3 separate regions of the Mus musculus genome follow, and regions 1 and 2 are each linked to region 3. Evidence: chromatin contacts called from public Hi-C and promoter capture Hi-C data. All regions are on one chromosome and are shown on one strand. The core of a region is the stretch at or near the end of the contact, and the rest is flanking DNA. Distances in the headings are between cores, read along the strand shown.

Region 1 (4,632 bases), core at 1,214-3,713, 420 kb after region 3:
CCCTCCATGACTCTACCCTACCCCATGATCCGGATCTGGTATTTCATGTGGCTATCCCTGGAAGGAGATGATAGATATGTAATAGACTTTTTACAAACACACTCACAATTCAGCTTCCAATTAATTCCAAAATCCACCACATAGCCAAGATTATATTTTTATAATGTGTTTATTTGTGTACAAAATATGTTGTAGTTTACGATGCATGTGCAGCAAAATACTCTATCACATACAACAAAAATACATCTTAGACTCCCTTTCTCCTGCTCTTGGGGATGGCAACACTGTCTTGGCATTTCAGCAGCTAAAAATAAAGTGCTATTATTAAGCAGTATTGGAATGTCTTCACTTGACAAATGTGATGTACGATTGAGTATACAACCACATTTTGTTTGGTTTTCACAGAACAGGAAGCTCCAGGTCCTGAACACCTCAGAAGATACAAAGATTTGTATATATATGTACACATGTATACACTGTATATGTAAAATGCCAACAAGCCTCTTTGTCTGAGTCAGTTCGTTGCGTTCACGTTCAGTCCCTTTGCTCCAGCAGAGTCAGATTTGCACCACTGACACCTCAAGAGTTCATCAGCAGGCACCTTGACGCTCACCAAAGGCTGGCATGTTGGGTTTGTGGTGTTTGTGAGGGAACACGAGGAGCCCTTCAGACCTCACTGGGGGACCTGGAGCGGAAGGGCACTTTGGATTGGAAACAGCCACAGAACAGGAGCCACAAGGCACGCTGGATCTCCTGGTTGCGGAAGGCATAGATGATGGGATTGATCATGGAGTTATAGGTGGCAGGCAACAGGGTGGCATAAGTGTAGATGGCCGGGTCCTCTTGGCTACCCACCACACAATAGATGGCGAAGGGCAGCCAGCTGGCCCCAAAAGTGCCTAGCACCACGGCCAAAGTTCCCACTCCCTTTCTGGTGGCTGCTAAGTGGGGCGGTGCTAGGCAATGCTGTTGCAAAGCGATCTGGTGGGCGTGGCGCCAGACCACCTGGCAGATGCGCACGTACAAGTGCAGCATGATGCCAAAGACCACGAAGAAGGAAGTAGAGAGCAACGCCACATGGCTGCGTGTCAGGGGGCGCACCACGCTGCAGGACGTGCGGTCGGCCAAGCAGTTCCAGCCTAGAACAGGCAGCAACCCCAACCCGAGGGACACTGTCCAGGTGGCTGCTAGCAAGAGGTGCACGCCCAACAGGGTCCGGCGCGAGTAGTAGGTGAGCGCGTTGTACAAAGACAGGTAACGGTCAACTGTGATAGCAAGCAGGCTGCTGACTGAGGCGGCAAAGGACGCCACCAGGAAGCCCACCATGAGCAGGCTCACAGTCTCCGAGGGCACCACGTACTGGAACACGAAGTGTAAGATGAGGCCACAGCCCGCCAACAGGTCAGCAGTGGCCAGACTACCCACGAGCACAAACATGGGCGTGCGCAGCGCGGGAGTGGACGCGATGAGCGCCACCACCAGCGCATTTTCGCCTGCGATCACAGTTCCCGACACGCACAGCAGCACATCCCAGGGATTCACTGCCGAAAGCAGTAGTCCCGAGGGCCCTGCTGGCAGCTGAGAAGACAGCTCCAGTGACCCGTTAGGTCCGCCGCCGCCTCCCAGCGCTGCGGATGCTGCTGGGGGTCCCCATTCGCCGGTGTCCGGTGCCCCTGCTGCTGTAGCCGCAGCTGCCGCTCCCTCGGCCGCTACTGCCACCACTTGGGACTCGTTGAGCGCGGCGGCGCTAGCGTTCATCGCCGCTAGATGTTGCTCCCTGCACAAAAGGGACCGCAGATTGTCAGGTGCACTGCCCAAGCTACCGATGAACTTTCCCCGCTCTAACTGCTTCACTTAAATTGCTTATCTCACCTCAGGAACACGCACGGAGCGCAGTGGGGGAAGTGGGGGAAAAGTGAGAACCCCAATAAATAAGCACCTGTTGAGTGAATGAATGAACGGAATATACGGGGTTTCTGAGCTTTGGCAGAGGTGCATAGATAGATTCCACTACGCACTAGCATGCATGAACACCCTAAAACAAATCAACCTAGAGAGTCATCTCTTTGCAAGCCTGAGCTGGGCAAAGCCGCTGTCCGCGGTCCTGAAAGAGAAGTTTGAGAGCCAGAGACCCCAGGTCTGGAACTGGGGATTGAAAGGCTAAGGGGGGAATCTGCTAAGGTGCAGTGGTCAAGCCTTGCTCCAATTCTTTGACTCCTGGACGGACTCACTCCAGGACTGCCTTTTACCCCCTCGCCTTCCCCAGAAGCTCAAAGTACCCTTAGGAGCCCGCTGCTCACCTGGGGAGTCAGGGATCCCGGGAGTCTCTGGTCATGCGCTCCGCGGCTGTGTGCCTGGCTATCCTCCCTGCGCGGTCCGAGCAGCTGCCTGCAGAAGGCTGCCCCGCGTCAAAGAGGAAAGTACTGGTCGCCTGTCGCTGAGCCACCTTCGCTGCGAGTGAGAGGCAGTGGCAGAGATGGCAGGCTGCGAGCTGCGAGCTGCGCGCCTGCCCGAGATTGACAGGCGGGGTCCGGTGACGTCAGGCTCTGGGTTCTGGTTTCAGTGCATTACTAGCCACACCCGCCAGGCCAATCCTTCTTGACATTTCCCCACCCCTCACAGAAACATTTCAGAGAGATCCAGAAGGAAGGAGAAGCCAGAGTCTCTACCAGTCCAGATACCTCCAGGAATGGGATGGGGCTGAGAGGAGAGAGAGAGAAAGGATTGAAGAGAGCCTGAGGCCAGGCGAAAGAGGGTGAGCTGGAAAAGGAAGGCGAGGGGTGAGTGACAATAAGCCACATAGCAAAGGCCAGAGCCAAGGACCACTGAAACGAAGAAGCCACGGAGAAGGGGCGGTTGGGGCATCTGTAAAGGAGAGAGAGAGAGAGAAGTTCTCTTTGTAAGAGTGTTTATAGCGTTTGTGCCACTTGGCTATAGCCAGGGAAGAAACACAGAGCCGAGAAAAAAGACAAGATAAAAGGACAAGACTGGAAACCGTTTCTTTTTCCAGAGATTTACCCGAGGAATCCTCCCCCCCCCCCACCGTCCCCGTCCCCGTCATCTTTCTGAGCCCTCCCCTGCAGGTTCCACCACTATCTGATCTCTGCCCTTCTTGCTGGTGCCCTTGCAACTGCTCTTTAACTGAAGACAAGGTCTGTGTCTTGTTAGAAAAGAAGAAAACAGCAAAATGTGATTTACTTTCCTGGCAACAGACTTTGCCCTGCTAATTACTACCTTATAAAACAAATTATAGGACCAAAATAGTGATAAGTCAGCTGCACAAGACTTCAGTAGGCACGGGTTTTATTTTCAGCCCAGATAAATCACCCTTTTGGTTCAAAGGTGTTTTGGTTTGTCAGTAAAAATGCAAGTATTTGTCTCTTTCCTTTGTAACGAGACAGAATCTCCAATAGCTGTACTTGGGCCAAAAGCTAACGCAGCTGACTCTGTAAGAGGCTCTAAAAGAAATGAATACACACTGCTATTACAAGGCTGGACTGGGGCCACTGCTGTGGCCTTCACACATTACATGAAAAAAAAGCAACATACATTGTAGGTGCTTCTTGCCTCCTCCCAGCCAGTGCATATAAAGGAGGGGGGAAAGGAAAGGAGGGAGAGAGAGAGAGAGAGAGAGAGAGAGAGAGAGAGAGAGAGAGAGAGAGACTGAGACTCAGCAGGCCCATAGTCTGGGGGAGCATAGGGATGCTTGTGTTGGCTACTTTATAGACAGGACCTCCCAAACCACCCCTGCTCCTGCCTCAGTGCACCTGAACTTACCTGGGAGATGGCTCATGCCTAAGAATGCCCAGTTCTTCATGGCAACAGCCAATGCTGGGCTATGCATGAATTTACCCACCATTTGGGGGGTTTTGAGACTTAACACATTCCACCATTGTCATGAACATAAAACTCAGTGAAGCTTCACATTTCTGAGTTTCAGTGGAAGACTGTCATGTCAGTGCCAAGAACTTTGCTTCAGAGCTGTCGACTGAACTGTCAAACCGCTGCCGTAGCACGATGACTGCAAAGTTTGCAAATGATTCTGTCTGGTACAGGCTCAAATCCTCACTCGTGGCCAGGCCAACACAAAATCTTATTATGAGTGTGTGTGTGTGTGTGTGAGATTTTTTTCCCCTTGGAGCTTGATCACGTGGTTCTTAAGCATGAACATCATAAATGATAACACTGTTGCAATGCCAAAAGATGCACATGCCTGGCAGGAGAGGTTCAAGTCTGTTACAGTTTCACAGCCAGCCTACAGAGAATGGATCTGAGCTAACCTTACCCCTCTGTCCCTCACCTCCTCCTTCTCCCTTCCACCTCCTCCCTCCCCATCCACTCCCCTGTTTCTCTTCAGAAAAGGGCAGACCTCCCAGGGATATCAACCAAACGTGGCACATCAAGTTTCACTAAGATTAGGCACCTCCTCTCATATTAAGGCTGGGCGAGGCAACCAAGCACGAGGACAAGGGACCCAAAAGCAGGCAAAAGCATCAGAAATAGTCCCTGCTCCTTCTGTTAGGAGTCCCACAAAAACACCACACCACACAACTATAACAGATATCCTGAGGGCCTAGGTTAGACCCATGCAGGCTCCCTGATTATTAATTAAATCTCAGTGAGCCCCTATGA
Region 2 (4,594 bases), core at 1,089-3,588, 350 kb after region 3:
ACAGCTAGATTTTTATAGAGGCATTTCCTCAACTGAGGCTCCTTTCTTTCTGATGACCAGCCAGCATATATACTACACAAACATAAGACTGGAATTCAGAGGTCCAGAAACTCAATAACTGCTGGATGGACACAATAGCCTGCCTATATAATTCTAGCCTCAGAAGGTAGAGACAGAGCTATCTCCAAAGCAAACTCATTAGCAAAACTGCCCATATCCTTGATTAAGAGTCCATCAATGAAGATATAAGAACAATTGAAGATTATTCCTGACATATACATGCAGGCACACACATGTGCACAGATACCCACATACATATGCACTCATGCTCATGCTAAAGCATGCATACATATATGCATACCATACATACATGAAAAATGGAAACAGAAAATGCATATAACTTCTTCCCCTCCTGAGCCTAATAGTTAGTAGTAGTGCACTGTGGGCCCCAGCTGTTTCTGCTTCTTGAGCACAGGTGATATTGGCAGCTGTCGCTCGAACCTGCCACCACTGCTGTCACCACTGCAGCCATCGCTGCTGCTGCTGCTGCTGCTGCTGCAAGAGTCAACACTGTAGTTCCTATCATTAGCCCAGGAAAGAAGCTAAAAACCAAACTGCGTTTCTACTGAAGTATAAACGTTCTAAGTTTGATTATAATCAGACAAGACCATCTATATTATGATGAGGATTAGGATCCTTGTGAAAGTGGTGAGAGAAGACAAGGAGGGGGGGAGGGGAGGGAGAGGGGGAGGAAGGGAAGGAGAATGGAGGGGGAGAGGGAGAAGGAGGAGAGGGGGAGAGGAGAGAGGAGAGGGAGAGGGGGAGAGAGAGAAGAAAAAGAGGAGAGAGAGATGCAGTTTTTAAATGAATGACTAAGTAGTGTGAACTCATTAACGGTTGAGTTGTGGTCATTTAAATATTTTTAAATGATACTCTGTTAGTTATTTAGTTATTTGAGAATTTCAAACAATGTATTTTGATCACACTCCTCACTACTCTCCATCTCTCCCCACTCCCACCTCCCCCTACCCACCCAGCTCAGTGCCCCTTTAAAGTCATGACAACTGACAAGAAACACTAATTCAAATTTGTGCTAAGCAAATAGTCATGTGTGTGTGGGACCACGCCCTGGAGCAAGGTTGATTCTCCCAGCATCTGACCAGTTCCCAGCAGCTCCGCGGTTAGGGGTGGGACTTCGTGCCCTCCTGCCGAGGTAATTAAACATTTTGAGAAACTTTCAGCTCTACCTCATCAATTTGACTGAATTTGCAATTGTGCTAAGTTTTTTTTTTTTTAAGAAAACTATCATTTTTCAAATTGTTTTCAGGATGCCTCATCATGTAATAAAGATTAAAGATGAATCTTTAAAAGCCAAAATGGGTTAATTAGCTTAATTTAAGAACATAACCTTTTAGCCAGGCGTGGTGGCACACGCCTTTAATCCCAGCACTTGGGAGGCAGAGGCAGGCGGATTTCTGAGTTCAAGGCCAGCCTGGTCTACAGGGCTATCAGAGAAACCCTGTCTTGAAAAACCAAAAAAAAAAAAAAAAAAAAAAGCGAGGTGGTGTCAGGTTAGCCCATACCATTGCTTAGCCATTTAAAATACTGCCATCCGGTCTTTTTTCTGAGTATCATTTTGTATTTTGTGCTGAAAGCACACGTATTTACCCTGTTTTGTTCCCTGGAGCAGGCTGTCTTGTCCCCATCTATCAATACTATTTGTTGCCTTCCATTTTCAGTCACTTTGGCTTTCTCTCCTCAGAACCAGCCTGGTTTCCCATCCCCCAGATGCCTGCACGGACTGCTAATTTCTGGAAGGCTTTTGGTCTCTGTGAATTCATTAATAAAATGCAAATTGCTTTTTGAAGGGAATTCTCAGAGGAAGCAGATTTCAGATTAATTGGAAGGCCGCCAGCGGCTAGGCTGCACCACTGGGGAAGGACTGCTTGGAAAGAGGAACAGATCAGTCAGTGAAAGGCCGAGTCTGTGCCTCTCATCTCTTCCGAAGCGGGTTGCCTCCCAGTCAGCATCAATGCCCTGTAAAAGGTTCGAGGAATGTACACTGTCTGGTGTGGGTGGCACCTTCTCTGGGTCTGAGTGATACGAATTTTCATCTTTTTCATGGTGTCCCTGGATTCCGGCTTCTCTGCATCTCATTTTTTTTGGAGGTTTGATAGGGTCTTGTGGGACCATGAAACGTAGCTTGGTCCCCGGTTGGGCTAAGGATTGAAACCCCGCAAATTCTGAAGAGACTGTAGTCGCTTCGCCTGATTCCCCGGCACCAAGCCCCTGTCACTAGCCGCGGCCTCTCATAGATTTGTGACCATCAGTGCACTGACCCAAGCCTCTCCACTTGTAGAAGACGTGACCTGTGGTCACGTAGGCTCAAGGCAGATCTCCATAGTAATGAGTATTACAGGCTTGGAGGGCTTAGCCAATAAGCCTTCCTTCCCAGACACTCTTCCCTGCAAAAAGTATTTAACCTCAGGCTCACCCTGAGAAGTGAGATACGGTTTTACTCATCCACTTTCCACCATGACAGTAAACATCTTAAAACCATGGATTAGGGGCTGGAGATGGTTAAGAGCACTGACTGCTCTTCCAGAGGTCCTGAGTTCAATTTCCAGCAACCACAACCATCTATAATGGGATTCAATGCCCCCTTCTGGTGTGTCTGAAGACAACAACATTGTACTCATATACATTAAATAAATAAATTTTTTAAAAAAGTTTGAAACAAAACAAAACAAAACTATAGACTGCCTCTTTTCATCAAGATCGGTCGTGGAGAGCCATGGAGAAGGCCTTCGTCCACAGAGTCGCCATCTAATCTCTCATAGAAGGCCTCTCTGTGCTCCCAGCCACAGCCTCCACCAAGCCCAAGCTCAAGCCAACCGGTGACAAGCCAAGGACTCACCCCATGGGACCAGCCGCAGCTCCCCCTGCCACTGCGGGACACTGTTCTCAGCTCCTCCGCGGCGCCCAGCAGCGCCTGGGTGTCCAAGAACCTGAGAACCAGGCTTCATTGTCGCTGGCTCAGGGACCCCCAGCCAGCTCTGGCTGTCCTGCACCTCAGACTGTGCTTCCCCAACCCCAGAGCGGTGTCCCAGGGATGCCCTATGGCCCAACACCCGCCTGGCGACATTGTGGGGTAAACTCCCTCATTCCTCCTCCTCAAGCAGGCATGCCCTGTGGAGGAGCAGACGCAGGACCCTACAACCAACCATACAAGGTCTACAAGGTTTGGGGGCAGCTGCCCTGGACTGTGGATGAAGGCACAATATATGTTTGCTGATGAATTCCTCTTGCGGTTTGTCCCTCAGCTCCTCTGCAGCCCTTGCTGCACAAACGTTTATCAGAACACTTTTCCTTTCTCCACCTCAGACCCCAGACCTCACTTCTTGCCTCACTCTCCTGATACTGAGTATAAAATAGCTGATTTGGCTCTCCGACACTGCTGCCTGAAATCAGCAGACACAGGAGATGGACCTTTCTAAGCGTTGTTGTCATCGTCGTCGTCGTCGTCATCATCATCATTTTTTGATGACAGGAGTAGAAAAAAATGCTGCCTGTATTTCAGTACTCTTTTGGAGAGTACTGAAAGATTATTGAAATAGTAAGTTTTTTGAATAACATTTTTTAAAGAAACGTTTTTACACAAGGTGCATGCCCACATATGGACATACAGAGCCCAGAGGAAGATGTCTGGTGTCTTTCTTTATCTATTATTATTGTCGTTTTGTTTTTACCAACAGCGCCTTTCCCTGAATGTAAAATACTACATTTTGGCCAGAAACCTCCTGGCTCACAATAATCTTACTTGCTTCCCTCCTCCCCCCCACCCCCCCAGTGCTGGGTTTGCTGACACACAAAGAAAGCCACGTCAGATTTGAACCCAGGTCCTCTTGCTTTCACACAAGCACCCTTTCCCATTGAATAATCTCCCAGCCCCTATGAAGAACATTTTATGCTGTGTACAAGAATGATATAATAGACTAGTATGTGAGCCTTGCCTGTAGTTCCAGCTACTCAAGAGGCTAAGAAGGGAAGAGAGCTGGAGCCTAAGTTTGATGGCAGCCTGGGTAACACCATGAGACCCCATGTGGAGGAGGAGAATTGGGAGGGGGAGGAGGAGGAAGAGGGGGAAGAGGAGGAGGGGGAAGAAGAGGAGTTAGAGGGGAAAGGGTTGAAGGAGTGAGAGCAAAAGAGAGAGTGTAGGTATGTGTGAGAGTGTATGAGTGTGAATGTGTATGAGGATGTGCACATGTGTGTGCATGTGTGAGTATGAGTGTGACAGATTGTGCACATATGTGCATGTATGAATGTGTGTGTGCATGTGTGTGAGAATGTGTGCATATGTGTATGAGTGTGTGCATGTGTGTGTGAGAGTGTACGTGAGAGTGCATGCATGTGTGTATGAGTGTGTATGCATGTGTGTACGTGTGAGTGAGTGCATGTGAGTGTGTGTGTGTGCATGTGTGTGTGTGTGAGATTGTGAGCATGTGTGCATGTATGAATTGTGTGTGCAGGTATGAGAGTGTGTATGCATGAGTGTGTGAAGACGTGTGCATATGTGTGTGAGTGTGTATGTACA
Region 3 (4,830 bases), core at 487-2,986:
TCCTTGTTCTCTTCCTTCTTTTTCTTTTTATTGTGGAGACTAGAGTTCCTATGGCCAAAATTAAACTATTCTGAACTCTATTTAAAGTAGACAAGAAATGCCTGTATTTACATCAATTTAGAACATGTGCACTGCATGGGAAATGTAGCATGAAAAACTGGCATCTTAACATGACAAGGTAACCTTTTTAATGGTTACAAATAAAAACAAAGGGTGTCACTTGATACAGCGGGAGTCTTGTCCCTCACGGGGCAAGTCACATTTTTCATACAATGTACTTTCTCATGCTTCCCCCTTTCCTAGGCAACTCAGACTCTCCTCACTTCCCTATCCCCACACCTTTATGGTCTCTCTCAAAAAACCTAAAACACCCACAAGAACTCAAAAATGAAAAAAGTGTAACCCCCTCAAACCCCCAACAAGACAAAAAAATCCAAAAAACCCCAAAAACCTAAAATAAATGGACAAAACCAAAAAGCCCATTTAAAAAAAAAAGTAACCCAAGCAAAACTCGAAGCTACAGAATTCATTGTGTACGCCTGGGCATGCCGTGGAGTGTGGTTGATATGTGGAGTGCCACACCAATGGAGAACACTGACTTCCACTTTGCCATCAGGTGTCGACTGTAAACAGCACCTTGGGTAGGGGTGGGGACCTGGGTCTACAGCCCCTCAGTGCTGGGACACCATGTGGCTCGAACGTGCTTTAAATGTCTCCTCATCCGGTTCTTGCACCATGTGGATGCCCAGCCTCTGCATTTTGCATCTCAAGTCTCCCACACTCCATGACCTCTTCCTGTTTGCCATTCTGGCTCAGTTTCACACCCATTTTATATCTCTAAAGCTCCACACTGTAAGACTGAAAGATCAGAGGCGTCCTGGCTACCTGCCCCGATTTCATTGTCACTAATTGCTGAAGGCTTCCTTGGTATTTCTCAAAGGATATTATTCATGTTGGTCATGAGCTGCCCTTCTGGGCTGCATCTTAAGATCACATAGGGAGTTAAGGGTGGGGGTGGGGGTGGGGGTGGATCCTGTTGCTCAGCCTTGCTCTGTTACAGCAGAATTTCGAAGACAAGGGGTGAAGGAGGAGGAGGTGCAGCGGCATTAGTGTGTGTTTAGAGCTGTCCACAGGGCTCTGACTGAGCCTTTCCCTTAGAGCTACTGCTGCTGCTATAAGCTTACCTTCCCTCCCATTCTCCCTTGCCACCATGTTGCAGAGCTGGGAGAGTGTGCTGGCTTCAGCAGGTTCATCCTTATGCACTCTGGAGAAGGCGGCCTGTGAGAATTAGCTATCTCCTGTAATGGCTCTCTAGAAATGCTGGAAATTACCTCAACAGCTGGAGGTTAGCTGCTGAGAGACAGCGCCTGTCTGAAAGATGAGAGGTAGACTATACACATGGACAACAGCCTGCACACGTAAGACAACAGAGGTCTGAGCCATGACCTGCAGCCTTCTGTCCAGGGAATCATCCCCCAAGATGCAGCACAGGAAACCAGCCTGCTGTGTGTCAGACTTGCATGGCTCCAATCCAGAAACCTAAACAATACTTCTGTAAGGATTGACACAAAATGCTCAGAGCATGATTGATAACCAAGATCTTCCTTAATTTTGTCTTTCCTTCTAAATTTGGATCAACCCAAGGAATCAAAATATGCACCACTATCCAGTGATTGTGGATGTCTGTCTTTGTGGGCCTGCTTGCCGTTTCCCATGTGGAAGGTCTCCAATCAGCACATTACTGATGCCTTCCCCCTCTTCTATTCCAAAGCTTTCTAACTCCTCTGCCTTCTTTGAGTACCTGCCAAATGCAAGGGATTCAGGCCGACTCCCACACAAGCATTAAAGAACTAGCCCTCATTTTTCTTTTGGCTGGTATATTAGTCAGCATTCTTCAAAGAAATAAAGCCAACATACAGCTCTATAGAGATTTATCATAAGGGGGCCATGACAGATCATGTGATCATGGAGGCTGAGCAGATGGCTCTAAGATCTCCATTTTGCAGATGATGGAACTCTCCACCTTCATCCAGGAAAGCAAGTGGTTCAGCTCTAGTCCAGGCCTGAAGCCTGAGAACCAGGGCAGCTCCAGTCTGGGTGTGAAGGTCAGGAGACAGCCCAGTTCCGGCAGAGAAGAGATTCATCCCCCCCACCCCCCCTTCCATCCATTCAGGCCTGCACTGGCTGTCTCATGCCACACTTCAGAACTCAGTCATCATCTCTGGTCAGTAAAATAGCTCAGTGGATAAAAGCATTTGCCACTCAAACCTGACTGTGGGTCAGAGAACCGTGGTACCAGAAGGAGCAGGCCTGGAGCAAGAGTGGAGTCAAAGCCTGTCCAAACCCTGAAAATCTCATCCCGAAACTGACAGGAGTAGGATCTCTCCCACTCCATTCCTGGGCCTACATGTCCTGGCATATGTAGTCCTGTGCCCCCATCTCCACCCCCATCTTTGCCCCACTTAGCCTGGCAAACTTCCTTTTGTCTTATAAGGTCATGTATTCCTCTTTGTGCAAATGAGGCATTTCCAGAACCCTGGCTCTGACCAATGATATACATATGCCTATAGCCCCTACCCACCCCCAAAGGTTTAAATAGCCTTTGCTCCCCCAATCAACGGAAACAGTTCTCTGAAGCTGTTCCCGCATGTGCGTGTTCTTTGCACACTTGCAGTTGATCAAGATACTGCCTGCACGTACCCAGGTCCTTCTGAGCTTCTCTTCCTCCAATTCAGCCTGATGCACCACAGGCTTCGCTACCCTGAGGGGGAGAAGCAGACAGGGGCCAGCACCTGACAACCGAAGTTCATCTTCCAGGACCCACAGCAGAACCCACAGTAGAAGGAGGGAACTAAATCAAAGGCTCATCTCTTCTGGAGACATTCCCATATCCACACCCATGTCCACATTCGACCAGCTATTTGGGTGCTTGTAACCCAGGCAATTAGCACATGAAATAAACCACCCATAACTGGTCTTTATTTCTAAGAAGATTTCACTTTATGTAAGTAGGATTTTTTACTGGAAATTGCTGCTGTCTGAGAATGGGACACCTGTTTTACTTCTCTGTTTCCAATTTTGGAACACCATTTATGATTTTTTTTTTTGGTGCTTTTTAGACACAGAGGACAACTGATTTCTCTCTTAAATCCCTGCTTTCAAGTGTGGGGCCTTTGTGGCTGAGTGTGTGCCTGCTGTGCTGTGACCTGGGGAACACAGCTACTTTGAGACACTGTCATTGTCAGCATGGCGCTTCTGTGGACAAAGGTTATGTTGAGAGTTTGGGATTTTATTCACTTGGAAAGAAAAGATGTTGAACAGAAAGACCACAGCCCAGCTGTGTGTAATGTATAGAAGATAAGCTATTTTAAAATGACACATATTCCTATTACAGAATAGATGCATTCAGATGAGCTCTCTTTCTCTCTCTCTCTCTCCTCTCTCTCTTTCTGCTTCCCCTTCCCTAACTCTTTGCCTCTTTCCCTTTTCTTTCCTTCCTTCCTTCCTTCCTTCCTTCCTTCTCCTTTCCTCTCCCTAACCCTTTTCTCTTCTTTTCCTCCTCCCCCCCCCCCCCCTTTATCAAGACAGGAACTCACTATGTAGTTCTGGTTGTCCTGGATGTTACCATGTAGACCAAGCTGGCCTTGCACTCACAGAGATACTCTGCCTCTGCCCCTGCCCCTGCCCCTGCCCCTGCCCCTGCCTCTGCCTGTCTCTCTGTTTCCTGAGTATGGGGATTAAAGGCGTGCATCACTATACTCAGCCTTTCCTACAGGGTCTGTAGCAGCCCAGGCTGGCCACAAACACCAATTGATATTTAAGCCAATTTTTCTCAGTCAATTAATAGTTTTTAGAAATAATGGAGAACAGTAGCGCCCTGCCTGCTGGGAGTTGTAGTTCTTACAAACCTGCCACAGTCTCTGCTAATGTCAAAGGTTTGAAATGAACACAGCTTTTCTAGTATTTCCTTCCTCAATCTCTCTCATCTTTCTTCTTGAATGTGTGACGGATGGAGATACTTTTGAAGCCTTTTTCCTCAGGATATCACTCACCGGAGAAAAGCGGATTGAGATGTTTAAATGGTATCTTTCTTCTTGAAAAATCTCAGCAGTTTGCTGCCAGACCTGGGGGTTTTATTATCCTAAGTGACTTTGCTGTCTATAAATCACAGCCCTAAGTAGCCAAGGGAACACGTTAACCAGATCCCTTAAAAATATAACAGAGGCTTTCTCAATTGTTAGTGGAGCAATTGACTTCCTCAGCTCAGGGCACCTGATGACCTGGCCCGGAGCCAGCTGCTCACAGCCTTCACCCTGGAACTGAACTTACCTTGGCTTATATTGTATGGCATCAACCCACTCCCAGTTTTGTGATGGGCCTTAGTATTTCTCTTCACTCAGACCCAGGTTATCTGGCATCATGTACATCTTCTGAGTGCTTAGCTGGCTCTGCCCAGGCCCCTTTCTGGATCCCTGCAGGGATCAGCTCAGCCATCTCACCCATGTCCTGGGCTTTTTTGTGAGAACAAGAACATTAGATATAGGTTCAGTTGCAAGGAATAGAAAGTCCCCAAATATTTGCATAAATTAGCATGAAGGAAGCCAGGAAGTGGGCTGGTTAGGGCTGTAATCACCAGTGGCCCAAGCACCTTGGATATGGTCCTGTGCTCATGAAAGGAGAGACTCCAGCTAGCGCATCATTTTGTCTTCCCTCAAGGAAACGCTCCAGAAGACTCACGTGGCATTCTGCTTTCATGTTTCTGTGTGAGATTTAGTCCCAGGACTCCACAGAGATTCGAAAGATGGTGGGAATCTAGTCTGCCAAATTGGT

The links. Promoter capture Hi-C pulls out the DNA fragments that hold promoters and counts their contacts. Hi-C and Micro-C count contacts between places; a contact is called where the count stands out from the background.
Region 1: a promoter capture Hi-C map of hippocampal neurons shows a contact between it and region 3, with 4 times the contacts expected there. The contact joins the promoter of Gpr6 here to the enhancer-like site in region 3. A contact is called at or near these places in 16 of 39 promoter capture datasets (the 3T3-L1 cell line, the C10 cell line, the HPC-7 cell line and 8 more), 3 of 484 Hi-C or Micro-C datasets (the N1E-115 cell line, cerebral cortex and cortical neurons), 2 of 115 datasets of contacts at active chromatin or transcription factors (embryonic forebrain and embryonic stem cells) and 1 of 9 other capture datasets (embryonic stem cells).
Region 2: a Hi-C map of cortical neurons shows a contact between it and region 3. The contact joins two enhancer-like sites. A contact is called at or near these places in 11 of 39 promoter capture datasets (the 3T3-L1 cell line, 3T3-L1-derived adipocytes, the C10 cell line and 7 more), 3 of 15 datasets of contacts at CTCF or cohesin (the NIH/3T3 cell line and stem cell-derived epiblast-like cells), 84 of 484 Hi-C or Micro-C datasets (the 3T3-L1 cell line, 3T3-L1-derived adipocytes, the AML12 cell line and 38 more), 5 of 115 datasets of contacts at active chromatin or transcription factors (astrocytes, embryonic basal ganglia, embryonic stem cells and 1 more) and 2 of 9 other capture datasets (adipose tissue and embryonic stem cells).

The regions. Positions count from the first base shown.
Region 1 is chr10:41,069,827-41,074,458 of GRCm38.p6, forward strand. Gpr6 (G protein-coupled receptor 6) reads right to left here and starts at 2,464. Exons shown (of 2, transcript NM_199058.2): 1 at 2,301-2,464; 2 at 151-1,777. The coding sequence starts at 1,758. The coding sequence ends at 667.
Region 2 is chr10:40,996,658-41,001,251 of GRCm38.p6, forward strand. No RefSeq gene overlaps it. Among named protein-coding and RNA genes, the nearest start is that of Gm48057, 36 kb to the right of the region's middle. Within about 2 kb of position 2,339, at least 28 of the 459 cell types and tissues checked have an H3K27ac peak or open chromatin away from gene starts, as enhancers often do. A contact at or near this core is called in cortical neurons, where this site is marked.
Region 3 is chr10:40,650,060-40,654,889 of GRCm38.p6, forward strand. It overlaps a transcript of Ddo not described here. Among named protein-coding and RNA genes, the nearest start is that of Ddo, 22 kb to the left of the region's middle. Within about 2 kb of position 1,737, at least 5 of the 459 cell types and tissues checked have an H3K27ac peak or open chromatin away from gene starts, as enhancers often do. A contact at or near this core is called in cortical neurons and hippocampal neurons, where this site is marked.